2 separate regions of the Triticum aestivum genome follow, and region 2 is linked to region 1. The links are chromatin contacts, called in public Hi-C maps. All regions are on one chromosome and are shown on one strand. Each heading gives the region's core, a stretch centred on a gene start, on an enhancer-like site or on the middle of the called end of the contact. The rest is flanking DNA. Distances are from core to core; before and after follow the strand shown. Region 1 holds the start of LOC123046153. Region 2 holds the start of LOC123046162 (coatomer subunit gamma-2).

Region 1 (7,624 bases), core at 2,693-5,192:
TTTAACAACTATTTGTGAACTTGTTAGCTGCTATCTTAAGTGTGTGATGCTGAAATTATGAACTTATTTAATGGTGAACTTGTGAGCTGCTATCTTTAATGTGCAATGTTGATTGTGCAATGATGAATTTAGAATTTATGCTATTTTGTGAGCTGCTATTTTGTCACAACACACCATTTGGTCAAATATTTCAATCTATAGCAAAATCACAGCATTCTCAAATCACAACATTGTTCTGGGATAATACATTCCCAAACTAAGCTCCATCACAGCATACACTACAAACAGAAATCCATTTAGTATGGATTATTACACCACCTAGAAACAAATGTGGCCAAAATGCTAATACCAAGAATTATGATAAATTCCCATGCTTGCATAAGCTCGTTCCTCTTCTTCATCTTCAGCTTCAGTTTCTTGTTCTTCTCATCACCCTTCTCTCTAAATCATGAGCTTTTAGCCAGCTCTTCTCCAATCCTGCATGAAGCTCCTCAAATGCACGAACAACACGTTTGGTCGGTGGTGGGTCAATCCAGATAACCCAGTCACATTCATCATGAAGCTGCAAAATCAATGATCAAATTAGAAAGAGGAGAAAGAGCAGAATCGAATCAAGCTTAAAAGCCAAACACTTACATCGAGAGGGCAGCCGAGAAACCTTCTGCCGGAGCTTGCTCCTCCCCAGGCGACGCGACGTGCACGAATAAGCCCGTGGCCAGGGCACCACCGCGTCGACCGAACCTCAAGGCCACAGAATGTCAGATCAGGGATGTAAAACTCTGATTGAAACTGAACTATCCCGACACTATCAACCTAACAGCAAAAAAACCCAAATTGATGAACCCTAATTCCGCAATATGCCCATATCTCCCCCAAATCGACACTGAAACTTACATTGGCGGCCACCGACGAGCTCGTAGAAGACATGCCCACCGTGCCCGACGTACAAATCGCTCACCACGCCGTGCCCGACCTGCCCCTCTCTCTCCAACCGCAGAAACGCCCGATCCAGTGCGTGCTCAAAAATTCCCCTATCGTCGCGAGGAAGAATAAAGAGAGGAGAGAGAGTGAACCGGTTAGTTGGGCCCAGATGTACGGAAGGAGGGGCAAAAATGTCAAAGAAACGGCACGTTAGCGGTCAAACAGCCTTGACTGGACGGAAACGGCTCGGAGGGGTATTTCTATAAGGGCACATGACGGCGGAGGGGAATTTTTGAGCAGGCTTTCGAATTAGGGATATATCTGATTAGGTGTTTCAAGTTAGGGACGAAAATGCAAATGGCCCTTTAATCTTATGCACGCACTCACACGCAATGAGGATATTGTCAGTGATTAGTCTCCCAGGAACAAAAGCACTCTGAGTTGGTGAGATAATTTTTCAGGCAAAATACTTTTCAGGCGTAAGGCAAGCATCTTAGAAATGATTTGATAGAGAACATTGCATAAGTTTATGGGTCTGTACTGAGTTACCACTTCTGGATTATCAACCTTAGGTATCAACACAATTGATGTATCATTCCATTCTACGGGAATTTCCCTAGATTTTATAGCAATCAAAACCTCTTGTGTGATCTCGTCACCAAGAAGAGACCAATACTTAAAAAAACTGCATGGAGTCCATCTGGTCCTGAGGCCTTCAAATCCTCAATACTAAAAGCAACTTTACCAACATCATCAACGGTAAAAGGGGCCAGGAGCATTGAATTCATATGTTCGATCACCTTAGTTTCAACTTTTGCCAATAATGTCGGGTCAGTTTGGTTCACCTCAGACGTGAATAAGTGCTCAAAATAACTCTGGATATGTGGGTTCAAGTTAGCATTGCCTTCCAGTCATTCACCATCATTATTTTTAACATTTTAATGAAGTTCTTTTTCCTTCTTGTTGATGTGTACACCTGAAAAAAGCTTGTGTTGCGGTCACCCTTCTGTAACCAATTTACTCTTGACCTTTGCATGCACTGGATCTCGTCCAGCTCCAAAAGGTACTCAATCAACTCTGCGAGTTCTTTCTTCTTGGCCTCGTTATCATCGTTCATCGGATCCCTTATCTATGAACTTAATAACAAATCTATTAATGAATCCATCCTCATGTGCATACACATACAGCCGGCCCCGGCCACGGTCCAACACTCCCAATTATTTACATCCAGTATATCGTGCATTATGTACAAACACGTGATCTATGTCTTTTTTTGTTTTTGCAGGTGGCGTGATCTATGTTATACGTTGGAGTACATGACAACTACTAACAAGGCTGTCGATTTGCTATAACATGAGCTAGCTTTTTCTTCATCAGATCTACGTAGTTGAATCCAGCAGCTTGTGCTTGATCCGAGAGTTGAATCACGGGCGGGTGGATCAGAAGCCGTCGTAGAAGCCACCGAACGATATGTTGGCCCTTGTGGACGCGCCTGCCCCCATCATAGATGACATGGCCTGGTTCAGCCTCGATGTCTGCTGCACCACCTGCTGAATTCTCTGCACATCCACAAATCAACAAGCATATCTACTTCAGCAAGGCTTCTCTTGGACAAATAATAATGACTAGTTAGCTTCAAGTTCAATCCTAGGCTATTTCAAGATTCAGTTGCACAAGAAGGGGATGGCGTGGCGCCGATCCGGTCAGGTCAAATCCGGGAAGAAAAACTCCGTGTTGGAACTGGTCAAATTAGGCTGTGCACCTGTCAAATTAGTCTAGATACATCTATTTCTGCGACAAGTAATTCCGAACGAAGGGAGTACGAGGCTCCGTGGCGACTTCGTCAATCTGAAGATCTGCCGGCTCGACAAGATGACAATAGAGATAGGGGGTGAGCGTATGCGGGTGAGTGCGTGTGCATGCATGTGAGTGTTTGTAGTGTGTTTCTAAAAAAACGCAGTTGATTGATACTGTAATTGGTTCAAGTTGAGTTACTAATTTGAAAAGGAGTCTGATGCTCTGGATTGGATTAGGTGGGACCGAGTCAGCAAACCTTATCATCGCCAAGGAACTGCAGCTGGATCTTCTGCTGCTGGTGGTGCTGGTGCTGCTTCTGGTGCTGCAGCCTGCCGCCGACGAGGAAAACGCAGACGGTGGCCGCCGCGACCCCGAACGAGCACAGCGCCCCGACCGCGTTCACGCGCAGCTTCCCCACGCTGAACACCACGCACTCCGGCGGCGCCCCGTCCTCCTCCTTCTTGCCCTCTTCCTCCTCTCCCGCGGCGAACTCGTGAGGAGGAAGCTCTGACTCCACTGCCTCTGCCGCCGCCATCTGCTTGCCATCATCGTCCACCTCCTTGGCGTCGACACAGGGCTGGAACTTCTCCTCTCCGTCGCCGTCAGAGACTAGCAGCTCCGGCGCCGCGGGTTCCTCATCCTCTTGGGTTGATCTGGCCCCGGCCGGCACGACGTCGACGTCGACGCCGATGTCCTTGCACTCGTCAACATTATCAGCGTCGACTTGTGACGGGGGAGGCAGGATCGGTTCCTCGGTTTCGTGATCTGAAATTACGCGCGCGATCAATTGCAGTTACGGGGATGAGAACACGAGTGGAAACCGAAGTAAATCGTGATCGAGAGCGGGCTGATCGGGCCCTTTCCTTACCGGCAAGAACCTCGCCGCCGTCGTGGGCACGGGATGCGGCCCTGGTCTCGGCGTAGAAGCTCCTGTGCTCGTCAGGCAGCACCTCCCAGTCCCACACGTCCTGGGCGGAAGGAACGCCTCCTCCCTCCATGGCAGACGAATCGACGGACGCAACCGAAAAAGCTAGAGGATCAAACTTGAACCTGAACCCGGTTGCTTGCTGGTGCTGGACGGATCAACTGATTGGCAAGGGGACAAGGAGCCAGAGGGAGAAAGCTATATATGGGTGGGCACTCACACACATGGGCATGGGCACATCAGCGTCAAGGAGCCAGCTCCTTGCACCAAGGGAGAAGAAGGCAGAGGAAGGAAGAGGAGAGCTTGTGTGCGGGCTTATCCTTCCTGCTAGGGGACAAGGGTTGGGGCCTACCACTCGGGAAGGAGGAGAGGGTTTCTGCATCCTTCTACCAAGTTGCCCTGCATTATTCACGATAGAAATGCTTGGGACGCGAGGACTTTTCAGATTTCTGCCAGGGTTGAAATGTTTATTTGTGGCTCCTGTAAAACCCGCGTAAACATTTTTTGGGAATACTGGGCGATTAACATGTGTCGCCTCTCTCAAAAAGCTTGCAAATTGACGTGTATCCTGTTACAGTTCCTGGCAACAGAAAATTCAATGACACTCCCGGCCGGGGCGTTCAGCAGAACCAGAACAGGTTTAAAATAGAGGTCAATTTGGTACGACGGAAAACAAAGCGTGCGTGCGTAGCTTGCAGGTTAGATTACATTACAGTACAGTACAGACGTATTCGACGTTACGACACTACATACCGTGATTCCACTGCAGGGGCTACAAATGAATTGATACGAATTATCAATGACGCGGAAATGAATTAGGTCAGAAGCTTCTGCAGGAAATCCACATCAAGAGGTTGATATGTGACCCAAGATAGATGGCGATCCATGGATAATAACGCAGGAGCAAAAACCATATAGAGCCAGTAATTCAGAACGGTAGATATCAAAACTTGTCCGAGTATTAGAGGGGCAAATCCATTCTATCTGCGTTTTTAGTCCACAGTCTATCCTCAGCAACGACAGGCTTCACAATAACTACGCACACAAACGCAGAGGCGTGTGCAAAAAGTCAGCTGGTCAGCAGCTTCGTCGTCATAAGATTATTGAGTGACCATAGGATGCTAAATTAACAGATTAGACCATCAACATAAGTCTAGCAAAACCACAAATAGGATTGATATATAATTGAAAAGGATGCAAACAGCATTTGCCAAAAATCTTATCTGATCAGACTCAAAATAACGTTGTACTCCCTCCGTCCAAAAATACTTGTCATCAAAATGGATAAAAAATGATGTATCTAGAACTAAAATACATCTGGATACATCCTCTTTTGTTCATTTTGATGACAAGTATTTCCCGACGGAGGGAGGCTTTCAGTTGGTAGCAAGTGCCTCTTCAATAAAGTTCAATTCATTTCCTCAAAAAAAAAGTTCAACTCATTGACAGATCTCCCTGCAACTCAAATTCTTTGATCACTACGGCCCCCAACCAACAGGGAAAAGTATACGTATATCTGAACCAAAACATATTGAGGCTTTACTAAGACAAAAGTTATACATCAGTTGCTTATTCTTCTTATCCTACTTCAGTAGGTCAGCTCACTATAATCCTGGCCAGTACCCATAAAGAATGTGTTGTCAGAACACATGGATAAAATTTGGAGCCACAGCCAAAATTATGTTCACACTTCTAATACGGGGAGAAAATCTTGGGTATTTGACTAGGTAGCAATTTGCTCCCAGGAGTTCCATAAGACATAGTACAAGTATACAACAGTGGGAAATTGGCATGCTGGAACCAAAGTGGCAGCTTTCTTATACTATATCACTCCTGGCATCAGAAATTGCATAAGAAGATGCAAAAGCGAACACAAAATTACTGATAACCGGGGATTTCAAATCAAAGCACAAATCTTGTGCAAACATCCAGACAACACCTGAAGCTACAGGACTGCAGACTGTTCTCAGAACAGAACATTATGATTATTAATTAACTTTAAGTATTCACTGCCTCATATAAACGCAGCAAGCCACCTCATCTCTGAGCCGTTTCCATTTGACAAATAGTATATCTTTTTCCACTTCTCTTCTGAAAAACTTTCACGTCGAATAATCTTTTGCCTGCCCAACAAATAGATCAAAATGATTGTTTGCTTCAATTAATTTCAAAAGCCACAGGTCGCGCAAACAGAGCTTCTGTAAGCACATGCGATTGCCGGCTATGGCACAATATTCAAAAGCTATCACTAGACAGAATTTTTATTTGGAAGTACCTCATATAATAGTGGCACACAGTCTCTGCTTCATCTACGGTGTACCGTGGAAAAAGCAGACGAGCATCAGAAGGAACATCCGGGAGCTCCTGTCTTAGTTTGCCAACTGCGGTTGAATGTGAGAAGGCTCCTACCATCATATCATTGTGAAGCATTGACCTATAAGCATTGACCTGTTGAAGTAAGCAATACATAAAGTATAATTAGTTGTGATCATTTTAGTCAGAAGGGCTTAAAAAATCATGCATGTACATTTTCAGACCAGCCAAAGTTGGTGAAAGAGAAGATTTATCAAATAAAATTAGCTATGACGAGTTATATAATAAAGTAGTTAGAACAGCAATACCAGTGCCACATGATAAGAGAACTTCATTTGATTTCTTAGACCAAAATGAAGACAAACTAAATTCTCAGATCTATCAAATTTCATTTAAGAATTCTTGGTACACTAAAACCTATACACCGTGTCTACTTGAAAAAACAAAAACAAGAAATGCTTTTCAGAACTCCAAGAATCTAATGCGACAAATCACAGCACTGCTATCAGCTAGATTAATGAAACAACAGAACAATCTAGGGCTGTAAAGAAAAATGAATAACCAGAAAAGGGAAAACGCCTTAAGCTTTTTACAGTAGCCTAACCAGAAAGAGCTCTCTCCATTCTTTTCTATAAGGTGTATTAATTTTTTTCAGAAGTCAAACTTTCTATCTTTGACCAAGTTTGTAAAAAAAACATGTACGATCACAAATCAGTATCATTATATCCACCAAGAAATATATTTTCACATACTCCCTCTGTCCCATATCAATTGTCGCTCAAACGGATGTATCTAGCACTGATATACGGCTAGATACATCCGTTTGAACGACAATTAATATAGGACGGAGAGAGTATTGTTTATTAAGGGCAACCCGGTGCATGTAGCTCCCGCTTGCGCAGGGTCCGGGGAAGGGTCCGGCCACTTTGGGTCTATTGTTTATTAGTACTGCAGATTTTGATACTCCCTCCGATCCATATTAATTGTCACTGAGTTAATAGAACTTTGTACTAAAGTTGTACTAACTCAGCGACAGTTAACATGGATCGGATGGAGTAGTTTTTTCTACTCCCTCCGTTCCTAAATGCAAGTCTTTTTAGACATTTCAAATGGACTACAACATACGGATGTATATAGACATGTTCTAGAATGTAGATTCACTCATTTTGCTCCGTATGTAGTCACTTGTTGGAATATTTAAAAAGACTTGTATTTGGGAACGGAGGGAGTAGAAACTTGGTCAAAGATAGGAAAGTTTGACTGAAAGGATACACAGGTGTTTGCCACTTTTGGAAGGAGAAAATTACAAGCAATTTCGGAGAGGATGCAACTTCAGAAGGGTAATGCTAAAAAAGGTAAGCAGCTTTGGTGCAACAAACCGTTGTAAGCTCTTTCGCGTGGATAGATCGACAGGATCTAACAGTTACAGGCTCCTGGTACTCGGTGAATGTAAACCAACTGTTATACTGCAAAAGGAAGAAATATAATTTATTGAGACTGATCATTACTGTCACTACAACAATCACATTTGAAAGAAGCCGCATGCATGGGCACTATAAGCATACCTGATCAATGGCAAACAGTACAGGCACATCTTTAACATGTGATAGCTCCTTTCTTAAACGAACTACAACACCAACTGCAGCATGCGAGTGGGTTATCCCAGTT
Region 2 (7,624 bases), core at 2,926-5,425, 150 kb before region 1:
AAAAGGAGAGAAGAAGCCATATAGCTACTAACTATGGACCCCTAGGTTCGTGGTAAACTACTCACGCATCATCGGAGGGCAACAAGGATGATGTAGAGCCCCCTCCATGATTGAATCCCCCTCCGATAGAGTACCGAAGAAGGTGATGAGCACATGGGTACATCATACATGACACTTCAGAAAAGTGCACAATTTAATTGGAAAGAATTACTAAGCCGAATCAAGCAAACACATGGCCAAGTGAACACTAACTTAAGTTCATACCACAATCTTGAACTCATGGCTGCACTTTCATCTCCATTGTTGTTGGTTGAACTTAGGTATCACTTGGAAGAAATCCAATAACCAATGAGCTCTTGAAGCAACCAATTTGGAGGAACAAGTTTGGAGAAAACAAGTTTCAAGTGAAGCTGATGCTATCAGTTTTTACCTCTAATGTTTCATTGTGCCACACCCATATGGTGGATGGATGGGGCCATCGAGGTACATTACCAGAAGATACATCAAATTATTTCTCTAATGCAAATACCTCACATCATTTAGAGTAGTGATACTGCCAGCAAGCATAAGGGCCGTTAATGGGCGAGAATACATGACAGGATGAAACGACCCAATGGACTAACAAGCCATAAATGGGTCGAATGAAACCCGGGCTCAATTTGGCCCGGTAACAGAACATGCCGGTAATGGATCAAAAGTAATACAAGGTCGGAAATGAGCCCAAGATTTTATGAGTCCCAAAAGACAACACAAGCTGAAAAAGGCTCAACTCAAGCATGGGCTGCTAATGGGTCCAAAGCCATCTACTGTTCTTCATGGCCAGGATCAACACGTATCGTTAAAGGGACAAAAGCTATGAAAGGCCTCGTATGGGGCAAAATACATCATGACCATACATGGGGCAAAAGTGTCAATGACCTGAAATCATATTGGACGACCCACATGACCCTAATAGGCTGAATTCCGAAATGCCATAACGGGGCGTGCATGCTCGGGCCATGAATGAGCTATATGCAAACATGCCATCAATAGTCTTAAATGGGCCGGCCCGCTAACTTTTAACCAAGTCAAGTGGATCGGCCCGCTAACTTTTGACCAAATCAAGTAGGCCGACAAGCTAAGTTTTGACCAAGTCTAGTGGGCCGGCCTTATTTTTACCTAAATGGGCCGCTTCTGGGCCATGCCACGTGTCGACATTTCATAAGTGCATCTCGTCCATTGAATGGATGACATCTGCCGCAACATAGAGCTGACGCGTGATTCCGGTGGTGAATGAGAAATTAACACGTGGACAATCATCATTGGTCTGGGCTGTTAACGGTATCAGATCCAATACTAGCACCCAATAGCTTAACAATGACCAGTTAAAGTGGCTGTCACGTGTCGGTTTCCCTTAACGAAATCACTTCCATGACGCGCGATTTATCATCACGGAAAGTGAAACACTTCGGTGACAATAAAATTGAGTATTGTTATGAAACACTTCTATGACAACACATATATGACTATCTTGATTCTGTCATAAAATCGTCACGGATGTACATGCGTGATAGAAAACATGACATGCTGTGACCAACACGTATTATCACATAAGTGTTTTTCTCGTGCCCATTTCGAGCACCGCCGCCGCGCTCCTACATGCGACCGACGTGGCTTCCCACGAGCTACCTCTGATTTCGCCGACCACATTGTTGTCCACCTCTTCGTCTTCATCTGGCACAAACTCATCACCAACGTCGTCATCATCTTCCGCGATCACTTCATCCACTCCGACAATTGGAGATGACGTCGACACCTTCTACCCCACACCGATTGGCATCGCAACCATCATCGAGTCCTCCTATGCTAGTCCCTACAACATGATGTACGACTCGTGTTGGTCCCCGTCTACACATGTTCGGTGCTGGCAACACCGACGCGCGCCTGGGGTACATGACGTGTCTCCGGGCTTGCCAAACCTAGTGGGACGCCTCGTTAACACCGATTTCTTCCTCGTCTACGCATGTCCGGTGCTGGCAACACTGATGCGTGCCTTCGTCCACGAGTGTCCCTGGGCTTGGCAAACCCAGCGCGATGCCTCGTCAACACCGTCTTCTTCCCGGCGCACCACTGCGCCCCTGACTAACACGGCGCCTTCTTGTGCCCGCGACTCCATGGTGATTAACTCAACATGACCATGTCATCCCTGGCACGGCTACCTCACCACAACTACAACACTCTCCGCTCCTAGCTATCTCGACAACAACATAAAGGGCTACAGCTTGTCGGTTTTCACTCGAGTCACAACTTCGAGACACATCAACCGTTACGATGAGGGGGGGGAGGGGGGATGTTGTTCGGATGTTGAGTATCGTAATCGTTGTTTTATTGCACTAGTAAGCATGCACGTGCAACACACACATTATAATCTGCAATAAAACATCTATTTTGAATCTTATTTCTTTTTCAGTGAGTTTTTTACCGAGCCATTTAAGAAATCAGACACCATTGCACGCCACATCATCTCCGAGTCTAGTAAATGTTTGGCCTATTTCCTATTATTTGTATTTAAAATAGTTCATAACAAACATCAACCACTTTTGATAATAATTGTGGCCATGGTAGTCTTTCTATTCCACCTTAGGGTATCTTTGATCCAGAATATTTTCATTGAAAATTCAGAGGGTTGAATCCATATGAATTTTTTTCTAGGCACTCTTATTATATACTCCCTCCATTCCAAATTAGTTGACTCAGATTTGTCTAGATACGGATATATCTAGACATGTTTTGGTGTTAGATACATCCATATCTAGATAAATCCAAGTCAGCTAATTTGGAATGCAAGGTGATTTATTTTCCCCTTAGCATCTATCAACCATCATTGCCCGTTACCAGTCTCGCTTTCCCAAATGCACAAACAACCCTGTTGATTTATTTTCCCCTTAACATCTATCAACCATCATTGCCCGTTATCAGTCTCGCTTTCCCAAATGCACAAACAAACAAAATACCTTGCATTCCAAATTAGCTGACTTGGATTTATCTAGATATGGATGTATCTAACAGCAAAACGTGTCTAGATATAGATGTATCTAGACAAATCTGAGTCAACTAATTTGGAATGGAGAGAGTATATAATAAGAGGGAAAAAAATTATATGAGACCAGGTCTGACGGTTAGAAGGTGAGACCCGTCCTGATGTATGACATGTGGCATTCACAAATCACAAAGCATCTAATCTTCCTCCCTGATTTTAAGTGGGGGGTGGGGGATGCTTTGTGATTTGTGAATGACACGTGTCATTCATCAGGATGGGTCTCGTGCGAGACCTGGTCTCATAGAATTATTTCCCATAATAAGAGTGCCTAGAAAAAAATTCATATGAATTCAACCCTCTGAATTTTCAATGAAAATATTCTGGATCAAAGATACCCTAAGGTGGAATAGAAAGATTACCATGGCCACAATTATTATCAAAAGTGGTTGATGTTTGTTATGAACTATTTTAAATACAAATAATAGGAAATAGGCCAAACATTTACTAGACTCAGAGATGATGTGGCGTGCAATGGTGTCTGAGTTCTTAAATGGCTCGGTAACAAAACTCACTGAGGCTGATCATAGTGGGGAGTAACTTAGGCTAGTGTTATGACACTAGCCTAAGTTACTATCTTCACAATGCAAAGTAACATAATAGTAGTAACTTAGATGGCTTCATTAATTATCTTGTAGACTCATCTTGTCTTGAAAAGCGCTATGTTACAGTAACATATTAGGTTAGTCATAGTGGGAGTAACTTAGCTAGTAACATAGCGCACTCTAATAAATTTTTGCTTATGTGGCAAGTATTTAATGTGAGGTGGTAACATAATACAACAAACTAATAAATGAAGCCATCTATGACACTACTATCATATTATTTTGCATTACTATGACACTAGTCTAAGTTACTCCCCACTATGACCAGCCTTATGTTACCACCTCTCATTAATTACTTGCCACATAAGCAAAAACTTCTTAAAGTATGCTATGTTATTAGTTAAATTACTCCCATTATAACTAGCCTGAAAGAGAAATAAGATTCAAAATAGATGTTTTATTGCAGATTATAATGCGTACTTTTGCACGTGCATGCTTACTAGTTTTTTATAAAAAAAATACCTCAGTGGCCATAGTTCAATCGAATCGAAAGTAAATACGCACGCTTGCACCTTACTCCGCCGAGTCGCCCCCCGCCGTCTTCCAGATTCAGATCCATCGTCCATGCCGCTCGCTTCTCCACTTCTGTAAGCGCCTCCTCCTCATCTCCCCCGTTCAGTCCTCCCTCGCAAAACCGCGAGACAAAGACTCGCGGGAGCCCTCGCGCCGCCGCTCTGCACCGCCGTTCTCGCGGCATCGTCGGCCCGGGCGCCCAACCCGCGGGCGCATCGCTCTACCGCAGTAGCGGCCATGGCGCAGCCGCTTGTTGTGAAGAAGGACGACGACTTAGACGAGGAAGGTACGCACGCACGAACGATCGCCCCCTCTCCTCTCCCTCTTTCTCCGCTCGCGCGTCTGGTCGCGCGTGCCCAGATCCGCTGCCCGCCGAACCCTAGATCTGGCTCGATCCCGGTGCGGATCGCCGCTCTCATGCCCATGTGCAGTGTAATGTGCTGGGACTGAATGCTTGTTTGCTTGCTGCAGAGTACTACTCGCCGTTCCTCGGCATCGAGAAGGGCGCCGTCCTGCAGGAGGCCCGCGTCTTCCACGACCCGCAGCTCGACGCGCGGCGATGCTGCCAGGTGCGCTTGCCCAATCCCGTTTTGATCTTCCTCCGGCTAGATCTCGCATCTCAACTCGAACGCCCTTCTGATTTCACTTACTCGGATGAATACTGATGCATTGTCTATAACCATAGGTGATCACCAAGCTTCTATACCTGCTCAACCAGGGTGACACCTTTACCAAGGTACTCCAATGCAGTATATCCCATCTTTCTTTTATCGTGTTTTAGCTATGCTTCTGGATTCAAATTGCTGGGCCTGGTAGTTAACATTGAGCCACATGGATGGTAAAGTTGGCAATATTGTTTGATTGAACCACATGTCGGCATCACGCAGGTGCAATCATGTAAATTTGAAGTTTTAACATTGGTACTTTTTTGAAAGTAACTGCTATTTTGGCCAAGTTCAACACCGTAAATAACATTATTGGAACATAATGAGTAGAGTAAAAAAGTAAATTGTACATGTTTTAAACCGAGGATCTAAGAGTACACAGGACTCACATGTTTGTGCAGTGCTGGGAAAGTGGTGATTCTGTGCTAGTTCCTGGACATGTGCTCTTGGATAGGTACCTCACTGTGTTAATTTCTTGTAGGTAGAGGCCACAGAGGTCTTCTTCGCTACGACCAAGTTGTTTCAGTCCAAAGATGCTGGACTTAGGAGGATGGTGTACCTCATGATCAAGGAACTCTCGCCATCAGCGGATGAGGTTGCTGAATGCTGGTTTTTACTTTGCAGTTATGTGCATTTTGTGGGCTCTGAGATTGACTTCATTTGTGTTTAATCGCGTGTAGGTTATTATAGTGACAAGTTCTCTGATGAAGGATATGAATAGCAAGACTGATATGTATCGTGCAAATGCTATAAGAGTTCTTTGCCGGATCATTGATTCGACTCTTCTCACCCAAATTGAGAGGTATTTGAAGCAAGCTATCGTTGACAAGAACCCTGTTGTTGCCAGTGCGGCCCTTGTTAGTGGCATTTACCTGCTTCAGGTGAGTGCTACATTTTAGTTTGTGCATTTATGCAATTGCAGGTTACTGGCAGCTACAGATTCTTATCAATGTTTCCGTCATATGCTTTAATTCTGAACAGACAAGTCCGGAAGTTGTGAAAAGATGGAGCAATGAGGTTCAGGAGGCTGTACAGTCGAGAGCTGCTCTTGTTCAGTTTCATGCCCTTGCTCTTCTTCACCAAGTGAGTTCATGTTTTGTGCTTCATTTAAGTAGTAGTGACATACATCTCTGAAACCTTTTCAAATGAATCAAGCTACATGCAGATATGTAATTCACCTATTTGAAACAACATATACTATTTCTAGGTACTCTCTTGAAAGCTTGCTATCTAAGTACCCTCTTGGAAACATGCTATGATCAGTAGTTCAGTACCCTCTCGAAAACATGCAATACTAAGTACCCTCTCAAAGCAATGCTATACTAAGTATGTCCATGAAAACATGCTATACCTCTGACAAATGACCTATGAGTGCCCCTTGACTTTTTGTTTGCTTTCTTCCTACTGGGCTATCTAAACATTCATATTTCAATTCTAAATTTCAGATTAGACAAAATGACCGGTTGGCTGTTAGCAAGCTTGTCACTAGTCTGACAAGGGGTTCAGTTCGCTCACCTCTGGCCCAGTGCCTACTTATTCGGTACACTAGCCAGGTACTGTTTTCTGATTTTTGCATTCTGCAGAATTGTATATGCGTAGACATCTGAAACATGACCGGCATAAACAGGTTATTAGAGAGTCAGGCATGAATACACAAGGTGGAGACCGCCCTTTCTTTGATTTCCTGGAGTCCTGTCTCCGGAACAAAGCAGAAATGGTCATACTTGAGGCTGCACGAGCAATAACTGATCTAAATGGTGTGACCAGCCGTGAGCTTACACCTGCAATCACGGTGCTGCAATTGTTCTTAAGTTCATCCAAACCTGTGCTTAGATTTGCTGCTGTTCGCACACTTAACAAGGTTAGTTTGTTCACGGATGCTAGTTTATATTGTCCTGTTTAAATGTATATTGAATTTTATTCCCATGTAATTTGTATTACTTTGATTGTATCACAATTTTTCAATCAAATCTGATGGTTTTAGGATGCCTAGTTTTATTTCTTCATTCCATCCCTTTGTGTGTTCATATTAAAACTCACTCTGATTGACTTGAAGTTAGCATGTTATCCTTAAATCAACTGCCTAAAGTCTGAAATATTACTATATTAGATACACTCCTGAAGTCCAACCGTTGATAAGGGCCGATAAATTGTTGACATAAACATTCCAGTTCCATCTTCTAGTAGACATAATATGGTTGGAAGATGTAACTGTCATCTTGTTGATTTTCTATATCGTCATCCTATTGTTTTTACAGGTCACTCCAATCACTATTTCACTGAACACTTTGATCTTTATCAATTACGGTGGTTTATTATACAAAAACTCCCATCATTCTTAATGATATGTAGGGAAAAGGCCTTGACTAATTTGTTTTTTTGCCTGGCGGAATATTAATCCTGTTTACAAATTTCATAATTTGGGGATGCTCAAGCCATTACTCCACTATTAGTTATTTCTGTTCTCTAATTGTAGTTGGCACCACAATGTTATTTTATTCATGGGACTGCATGCTCATTACTACCTTGGTATTTTTCTTTGTTCCTACTAATGATCCAATGTTCATTTGATACTTTACAGGTTGCATCAACTCATCCTTTGGCCGTTACAAATTGTAACATAGATATGGAGAGTTTAATCTCTGATCAGAACAGGAGCATCGCAACCCTTGCAATTACCACACTGCTCAAGACAGGCAATGAATCAAGTGTTGATCGTTTAATGAAACAGATGACCAACTTTATGTCAGACATAGCCGACGAAT

The links. A called contact is a pair of places that touch in the nucleus more often than the background predicts.
Region 2: a contact with region 1 is called in a Hi-C map of leaf, with 5 times the contacts expected there. The contact joins the promoter of LOC123046162 here to the promoter of LOC123046153 in region 1. A contact is called at or near these places in 4 of 5 Hi-C or Micro-C datasets (leaf and an unstated tissue) and 1 of 1 datasets of contacts at active chromatin or transcription factors (leaf).

Annotation. Positions count from the first base shown.
Region 1 is chr1A:284,332,391-284,340,014 of IWGSC CS RefSeq v2.1, reverse strand. LOC123046153 reads right to left here and starts at 3,942. Exons shown (of 3, transcript XM_044469449.1): 1 at 3,587-3,942; 2 at 2,975-3,483; 3 at 2,054-2,480. The coding sequence starts at 3,716. The coding sequence ends at 2,361. It overlaps LOC123046143, which reads right to left. Exons shown (of 7, transcript XM_044469439.1): 4 at 7,522-7,624; 5 at 7,336-7,422; 6 at 5,919-6,091; 7 at 5,340-5,766. The coding sequence ends at 5,658.
Region 2 is chr1A:284,480,872-284,488,495 of IWGSC CS RefSeq v2.1, reverse strand. It overlaps LOC123046162 (coatomer subunit gamma-2), which reads left to right and starts at 4,175. Exons shown (of 18, transcript XM_044469459.1): 1 at 4,175-4,480; 2 at 4,666-4,763; 3 at 4,880-4,930; 4 at 5,341-5,454; 5 at 5,540-5,740; 6 at 5,841-5,942; 7 at 6,305-6,412; 8 at 6,487-6,720; 9 at 7,441-7,624. The coding sequence starts at 4,432.